Regions from separate parts of the Mus musculus genome. Here region 2 is linked to region 1. The links are chromatin contacts, called in public promoter capture Hi-C maps. All regions are on one chromosome and are shown on one strand. Each heading gives the region's core, a stretch centred on a gene start, on an enhancer-like site or on the middle of the called end of the contact. The rest is flanking DNA. Distances are from core to core; before and after follow the strand shown.

The links. Promoter capture Hi-C pulls out the DNA fragments that hold promoters and counts their contacts.
Region 2: a promoter capture Hi-C map of liver shows a contact between it and region 1, with 3 times the contacts expected there. The contact joins two enhancer-like sites. A contact is called at or near these places in 11 of 39 promoter capture datasets (the 3T3-L1 cell line, 3T3-L1-derived adipocytes, the C10 cell line and 5 more) and 1 of 115 datasets of contacts at active chromatin or transcription factors (embryonic stem cells).

The regions. Positions count from the first base shown.
Region 1 is chr10:68,532,015-68,535,525 of GRCm38.p6, reverse strand. It overlaps Cabcoco1 (ciliary associated calcium binding coiled-coil 1), which reads left to right. Exons shown (of 8, transcript NM_028491.1): 2 at 1,626-1,714. Gm32872 (a long non-coding RNA gene) reads right to left here. Exons shown (of 2, transcript XR_871801.2): 2 at 1,590-1,679. Among named protein-coding and RNA genes, the nearest start is that of Gm32872, 4.8 kb to the right of the region's middle. Within about 2 kb of position 2,020, at least 2 of the 459 cell types and tissues checked have an H3K27ac peak or open chromatin away from gene starts, as enhancers often do. A contact at or near this core is called in liver, where this site is marked.
Region 2 is chr10:69,163,832-69,167,687 of GRCm38.p6, reverse strand. It overlaps a transcript of Rhobtb1 not described here. Among named protein-coding and RNA genes, the nearest start is that of Gm33263, 14 kb to the right of the region's middle. Within about 2 kb of position 1,642, at least 18 of the 459 cell types and tissues checked have an H3K27ac peak or open chromatin away from gene starts, as enhancers often do. A contact at or near this core is called in liver, where this site is marked.

The DNA.
Region 1 (3,511 bases), core at 771-3,270:
TAAACAAGGTCATGTTCCTTCTGACTGGGAAAGCCCTCTCTCCTCATGCGACAGACCTGTTGTCTTTCCTCGAATGAGGCTCTTTAGAGACTCTCCTATATGAGGCACCATCAACGATGGGTGTGTAGTTACAAATGTCGGGTGTTTAGGTGACACTCAGGAGAAACCAGGCGCAAGGTTATCTGGTAACTAATTGGAGACCTAACATGTTGACTTTGGAAGGGATGCTAAGATCTAGCAGGTGGAAGATGTGAGTTAACAGTGCAGTGTAGCCTCAGAGCTTCCAAGCTGGAGAAACAGTGGTTGCAGAGAGCCAGAGACGGGTGGGCAAGTTTAGCATGTTTATGAATCGCTGTTGTGTCTTCCGGCTGTATAGATCAGAATGTATACACTGAAAGACCAAAGGCTTTCAGTCACTTGAAATACTTGAAATACTCTTTCAAGAGCAAGGCAACATAGAAAATCTATATAATATATATTATATGTATAGATGTGTGTGTGTATAAATGTATATATAATAGAATACATGCATATATGCGTACATATATGTGCATATATTTATATACATATATATTCATATATACAAATATATGTATGAAAGGAAGAGGGGAGGAGGCCTCATTTAAAGTAGTACCAGGAATATAAGCATTTGTTTAAATGCTGCTATTACTAACACTAAAACTAATAAGAGAGGAAAACTCTGCTAAAAGATGATTGTCTTAATCCCACAGTTTTTAGTAAGAACAGTGGCTGTGGTATCAGGTATCATTGCTCCAGCTCTGACTTTCAAAGGTTGATATGACTAGATTCATTTCAGAGCTATATGACTTTATATCTATATAAAACCTTATATAGCTCTCTCTATGCGACCCAAATTTTTTCTACCCTGAATTTTCCTCCCCAAGTAACTGGATCTGTATGTCAGTGTCTTTCATTTTCTGCATACTTCTCTCTCACCCTGTCTCATTGTGGCCATCCCGTGAGTACTCAAACATAGAACATGATTTTTAAAATTTCTGTGCACGGGGTCCTGGTTATGCTGGCCCTGAGGGAGAGTTCACCGACCCCCTTTCTGTGAAGTTCAGCCATGCTCCTGTCCTTGTCTTTGCTGAATGCCCCACTTAGTACAGCTCATGTCTCATGTTCATTTTGCTTTGAAATATTCCTTCTAGCTGTTTGAGAATTGAATCCACATGCACAATGTGTTCTGATGAACCCGACCTGGACCCCTGTCCCTACCATGTGTGGCTCAGGTTTTGTTCATCTGTGGTCCCTTTTCCTGACTTGCCATTGAACTCCTTGGAGTGAGCAAGCCTCTGCTCACTTCCCCTCTCTCAAGCCTGAAGTTCAACCAGGAATATGTAGAAGTTAGATACCTAACATGTAGCAATAGACAGTCGGTGTTTGCTGAATTGTGAAGCAGCCCTCAGTTCTGCATATACCTAAGGATAGGCTGTCTTGCCCTCTAACCATGTGACTTTTCAGAGGTGAGCCACTATCACATAACAACAGAAAAGAAAAATAACAAAGGTTTTTGTATCACTGAGGTCAGTACTCGCAAAACATATGATTCAGATAACTCGTTCTTCTTTGACTTGCTTTAATAGAAAAATCTTGAATTCCAGGAGAATGAAAGGATTCTGTCTCCAGATATACTCTCCTCTGACCAGATCATTGACCTGTTGGGAGAAGAGAACGAAAATGGAATTCAAGAGTAAGTAACTCCAGAGTCTCAGTTAAGTAGAGACCAGTTCTAGGCCTTTGTTGCTAAGTGACCACAGTGCATTAGTTAGACATATTAAGCTTTAATTTAAACTGTGTGCTATTACAGTATGTAGTAAAGTATGTCAAGTCTTGGGCACACACATGTGCGCGCACGCACACACACACACACACACACACACACACCATAAACACACACAAATCCAAGAGTAATTGACTCAGTCTAGCTCAGGAGCCTTTGCTGGTGATTAACATGCATTGGAAAGCTGCCTGTTAATACTGACCAAGAGCCACCTGTATCCACTCTGTACCCTCTCCTCTTGCATGCACGAAATTATCGATATGTTTAATAATCTAAAGGGCATCCCTTTCTAACAGTAAGTACATAACAGAGTAAATATGTCACTAGCATTAATAATTAAGTAGGTTATTGTCTAAGTTTGGGTTACTGTTGCTGTGATCAAACTTCATGACCAAGCAACTTGGGAGCTTACACTTCAGCATCACTGTTCATCGTTCAAGGAAGTCAGGACAGAAACTTAATCAGGTCACAAACCTGGAGGTGAGAGCTGACTCAGCAGCCTTGGAGAGGTGCTGCTTACTGGCTTGCTCCTCGTGGCTTGCTCAGCCTGCTTTCTTATAGAACCTAGGACCACCAGCCTATGGGTGCCACCACCCACACTGGGCTTGGTCCTCCTCCATTAATCATCAATTAAGAATGTTTCCTTTTGGCTTGACTGCAGCCTGATCTTATGGAGGCATTTTCTCAAATGAGGCTCCCTCCTCTCAGATGGCTTCAGCTTGTGTGAAGTTGACATAAAACTAGCCAGCACAGTTATGATTTTGAAAATTCTGCACACTAGCAGTTTACCAATGATATTTATTAAAAAATGATGCTATACTCTAGATTCTTACAGCATGTATTGTTTTATGTATAGGTAAGATGGAATTTGTCACAGTAATTCTAATGCTGCACTCTCGGGTATACAGTACTAGGGCATTATCATTAGCCAGATATGTCAATCAACATGATTTCCTTAAAGATGTCTGTTAGCAACTCGAAAAGTGTCTCAGTGGCAGAGAGCATGTAATGGTCTTGTAGAGGAGCCGTGTTTCATTTCCTATACCCACATTGGGAAGTTTGCAACTAACTGCCTAGAATTCTAGCTCCAGAGATCACAAAACTCTTTCTGGCCCCATGTGGGCACCTGACTCATTTTCACATAACCCTCCAGACAAACAGATAAACACACAAATAGTTTAAAGAAGAAGTTTTAGTCATCCTCCATTTTAAAAAAATCATCCCACTTTGAAGTGGAAACACCCTTGGCTATGGAGAGTGACCCTGGGTTGGTGTGATGGGAGAGCCTGTGCCCGAATCCTGCACAATATTCACAAGCCAATATGAAGGGCACAAGCAAGGTGTCACAGACCATAATGAACACATAGAAAAGGACTCTATCAGTGATGACCACAGTCAGACTTTACAAATTCTGTGACCCTGAAGTGATTTCCTCCTGAGAAGGAGCTGTGACATCCATCCCCAAGAGCAGGGGAATCTGAGAAGAGAAAGCTCATCAAAAGAAGCAAGCAACACTGACAGATCTGACCCAAGATGCACTTCACCTCCAACACTTGCAGACTCTTCTGGGAAGGGATAGCAGTGACTGGACCCCACTGTCTGCCGTCTGCAGTTTCCCGAGTGTTGGTCAGAAAACGAAAATTCTCACCAGGTTTAAGTGATTTCTTGTAACACCTTTACCATTTTTCCAAAATAAATATTTACTGG
Region 2 (3,856 bases), core at 393-2,892, 630 kb before region 1:
CACTTCCTGGATTTGAAGTACTTAATGATTCCAAAAGTACATTTTACACTCGAGAGAGAATCCCTGTGTCTTGGAAGAGTTGACGTATTCACCCACACAATGTGTTTCCCATCAGCTGCCTTCAACAACGTGTAGCCCTGTCAATATTTAGACTTTTTGAGATTTTTTTTTTTTCAGGAGACACCAGGACAGGGAGTTTTTGCAATGAAAAATTTATGTATTTATTTTTTAAGTCTAGGTCTAATTGTCTCAAAGAGTTCTGAGGTCTGGAGATAAGGGAGGTTACAGAAAGCACATAAAGAAAGCATATTCTAGCTGACTCAATAAAATTAATTTTCTGCTGCTTCTCCATCCTAAATTGTTGGATTGAATTTACAGCAAGATGGAAGAGTCATAACAGAGGTATCCAGGTAGGGGCAACGTGATAGGGGTTATCATGGTAGCGACATCATTTCCTGGTTATCATGATAGGGAGGGTATCGTGAGAGAAACATCACGGTATCACGGTGTAAGCGGCAGGAGAGGGGCATCAGAAGCAGTGTGATGCGGCCCCCTCGCTACCCCCCACCTTGCTCCCCCTGCAGCTGAATCAGAGCTGAGGGAGGAAACATTTTGGGAATCTTAGAGTTTAGTCACCTTCCACACTGGGAAAGATGTTAACTCACAGCCCTGGAGATAGTGCTGAGGAGGAAGCAAAAGAACTTGCAGGTCTTTTAAAGCGGACCCCAGCACATCCTTGTATGTGGTTTTACCCAGGCTTCTCTATACAAGCATGGTGTGACGTCATTAATCAGCTCTACAGAATCTAGAATCCTCTGGGAGGCGGGACTGGGATGCCTGTGGGTGATGGCTGTGTTGTTATGGGAAGACCCCGTCTATGATGGCACCGTTTCTTGCCTAGCGTCCAGAACTGGTTAAATAGAGAGTGTGAACTGAGAAGGCAGAAAGACGCATTCGTCACCCCACTCTCCTTCCTGAGCTTGGATGAAATGTGACTGGCTGCTTCCCACGTAGGCGGACTTGACTCCCCGGCGCTTGTGGGATTTTTGAACTGTGAGGCAAAAACAAGCTCTTCCTCCATAAGATGCTTTTGTCCAGAGGATTCCAGCCACAACAGTAGGAAAGGAAACAGTGATCACGGAAACAGTTACTTTAAGGGTGCAAAGTTGACAAAGCCCACTAAGAGAAGACCAAAGGGAGGCAAATCAAGAGCTCCACAGTCGGTCAGGAAACAGTTGTGCAGGCAGATTTATGGAAAGAACTTGATTATTTTTCTGTCCTCATTGAAAGTAATGGGTCAGTGTTTTGGGTTGTTTTTTTTTTTTTTTTTTTAGTTAATATTCTGAACTCTGAAAAATCTCAATGCGTCTTTCCTTGGTGACTGCCCAGGTGCCCCTTTGCTGTTTTAGAGAGGAGCCATTTCTCACCCTCATGAGCAGCGAGGAAGGGGGGCTGCTGATTTAAATACCTTAACTTGGAATTTACTATGGATTTAAAATCTGACTTAATGTTGCATTAGCCTTTGGTGCCTGCTTTACTGCCTCTAAAACATGCATATATAATTGGATACTGTAATGCTTTGCAGGCAAAATAAATACCAACTCACACTTAAATAAATACTCTGAGTGATGAAGTTCATGTAGACATAAATTAATCATTTACCAGTTAACCAATATGCACAGGAAAGAAATGAATCACTTATTAAGGCTCGCCTCATCCATCAAGCGGAAAAAATAAAACGCTGATATATTTTATAGTGCCACTGTGAGGAAAGTGTATAAAATTATGGCAAACCAGTTTATAAACCATAAAATGCAGTATGAACATTAAATTAATAATATTTGTACTAATTCAGATTCAACACCCTCTGCATTAAATATAACTTTTTTGCCTATTGAAGCATGCACAAATCCAAGCTGAGGCTTTTTATTTAATTTTTAATGGTGTCTTCAGAATCCTTCAAAGCTTCTCGGGAGCTATCAGCTAGGTTAAAACATTTTACTGGTTCGCTCCTCCATTTTTGAGACAAAGTTCTTAGCTGTTCACATCCCTTGGGACATTTCCAAGAGGCTTTTTTTTTTTAAAGAGCGTAAGATCTCTCACTAATGGGGGCACAATATTGCAAAGGGAATAGGGGTCCAGGTTTTCTTTAATTCGGTAGAAGATATATTATCTCGCTCTGGGCTTTGCTTTATTGCACGTGGCAAATGGAGATGGAGGCTGATATAACAATCGAAGGTGGTGGTCTTTGCATATTTACGCTAAACAGACCGCAGTGCCAACCTGAGAGGCAAGGTCAGCAGCAGAGAGGCAAATCAAGGTCCTATAGCTCTGGCACTGCTCACAATGTTGTGGGTTTTTCAGGTAAAGTCATACTTTTTTCCCTTATGCCTAGAAACGCCACTAGAGGGCACAAGAGAGAACTGAGCAGCAGAGACTGGAATCCTTTTCTGAAAGGAGGCTTGTTTAGAAGACTTGACTTTAGCAAACCTGGAATCCACCCAGCACTCTTTAACATTTTCAAGGTCCCTCTGCGAAATGATAAAACATGGAATGGTATATATATATAAAGAATTCTATATTATATGTGAGTACGCTGTAGCTGTCTTCAGACACACCAGAAGAGGGCATCAGATCTCATTATGGATGGTTGTGAGTCACCATGTGGTTGCTGGGACTTGAACTCAGGACCTCTGGAAGAGCAGTCGATGCTCTTAACCGCTGAGTCATCTCTCTAGCAGCTCCTCATGCCTTTTAATGGAAGGCATAGATACAGAGATTCTATCTCCTCTACTGAGAAATGAGAAATGGCTGGCCAGAGATGTCTCAGACACTGCTATTCTAACCAGTGTGTCACATGACATCACTAAGAAAAAATCCTTGTCATGAACTATATTTCCAGTTGTGGGAAGGTAGATTTTTTCCCCCCTCTTGGATCAGCATTAAGTGCCCGATATTTGTTTTATGTGTGGAGGAAAATGTTCTCGGCTATAAAGGAAATATCTTCATTTTTTTCTTTTCATTAACTATCAGTAGGCTTGGTGTTTCCAATCCTCCACCCCATCATGATTCGCCCAAGAGTGTCCTCATTGGGAACCTGATTTGTACTAGATAACTTACTATCTAAGTGCTAACCGTGTTCTTGTCTGATCACAAAAATATTAGGGCCAGGAAAGTGGCTGAAATGCAGACTTATCCTGTTAAACTCCATAGGGGTAAAGACAAGAAAAATGAAATGTCATCTGCTTCCCAAATCTAACAGGGAGCAAAATTTTCCATTTTCCATTTGCAATATGTCCATTTTCATGGCAGGGTTATGCTGCCTCCGTCACTATGGCTCTGTGGTACCATTTGAGATCAGCTTTTATCCTACCTCTTAAGTTACTCTTTCTGCTTAGAGTTACTTAGGCAACTTGGGTCTTACCATAATGGAACTAGGATAAAGGTAGAATACCAGACCAAAAAAATGAAAGGAAGGCAAAATAAAGCGTTCAAGGTAGAGAGAAAAAAAGTTAATAAAGATATAAGCCAACATAACTAATATTTGTCCATGAGTGCAGCACTTGGGATACCAGTAGGTAAAACCAACAGCAATCCCTACCCTCTCGTAGTTCATGTGCCAAAAAGGAAAAGGGAGTTAAATGTGAAATTTATCTGAGGGAGACATAAGTCATGTAGAGGAGTAAACTGGGAAGGAAAAAAAGCAGGGGGTGGCGGTATGTGTAACAACGTTTGAACAGAGACTAGAAGCTGAGGACAGCTATATGCGATCAAGTCATACTGGAGAACAGTAAGTGAACGTGCAAAGGCCCTGAGGCAGGCTGAACTTAAAAGACGCAGAGGGTCTGGGACAGAC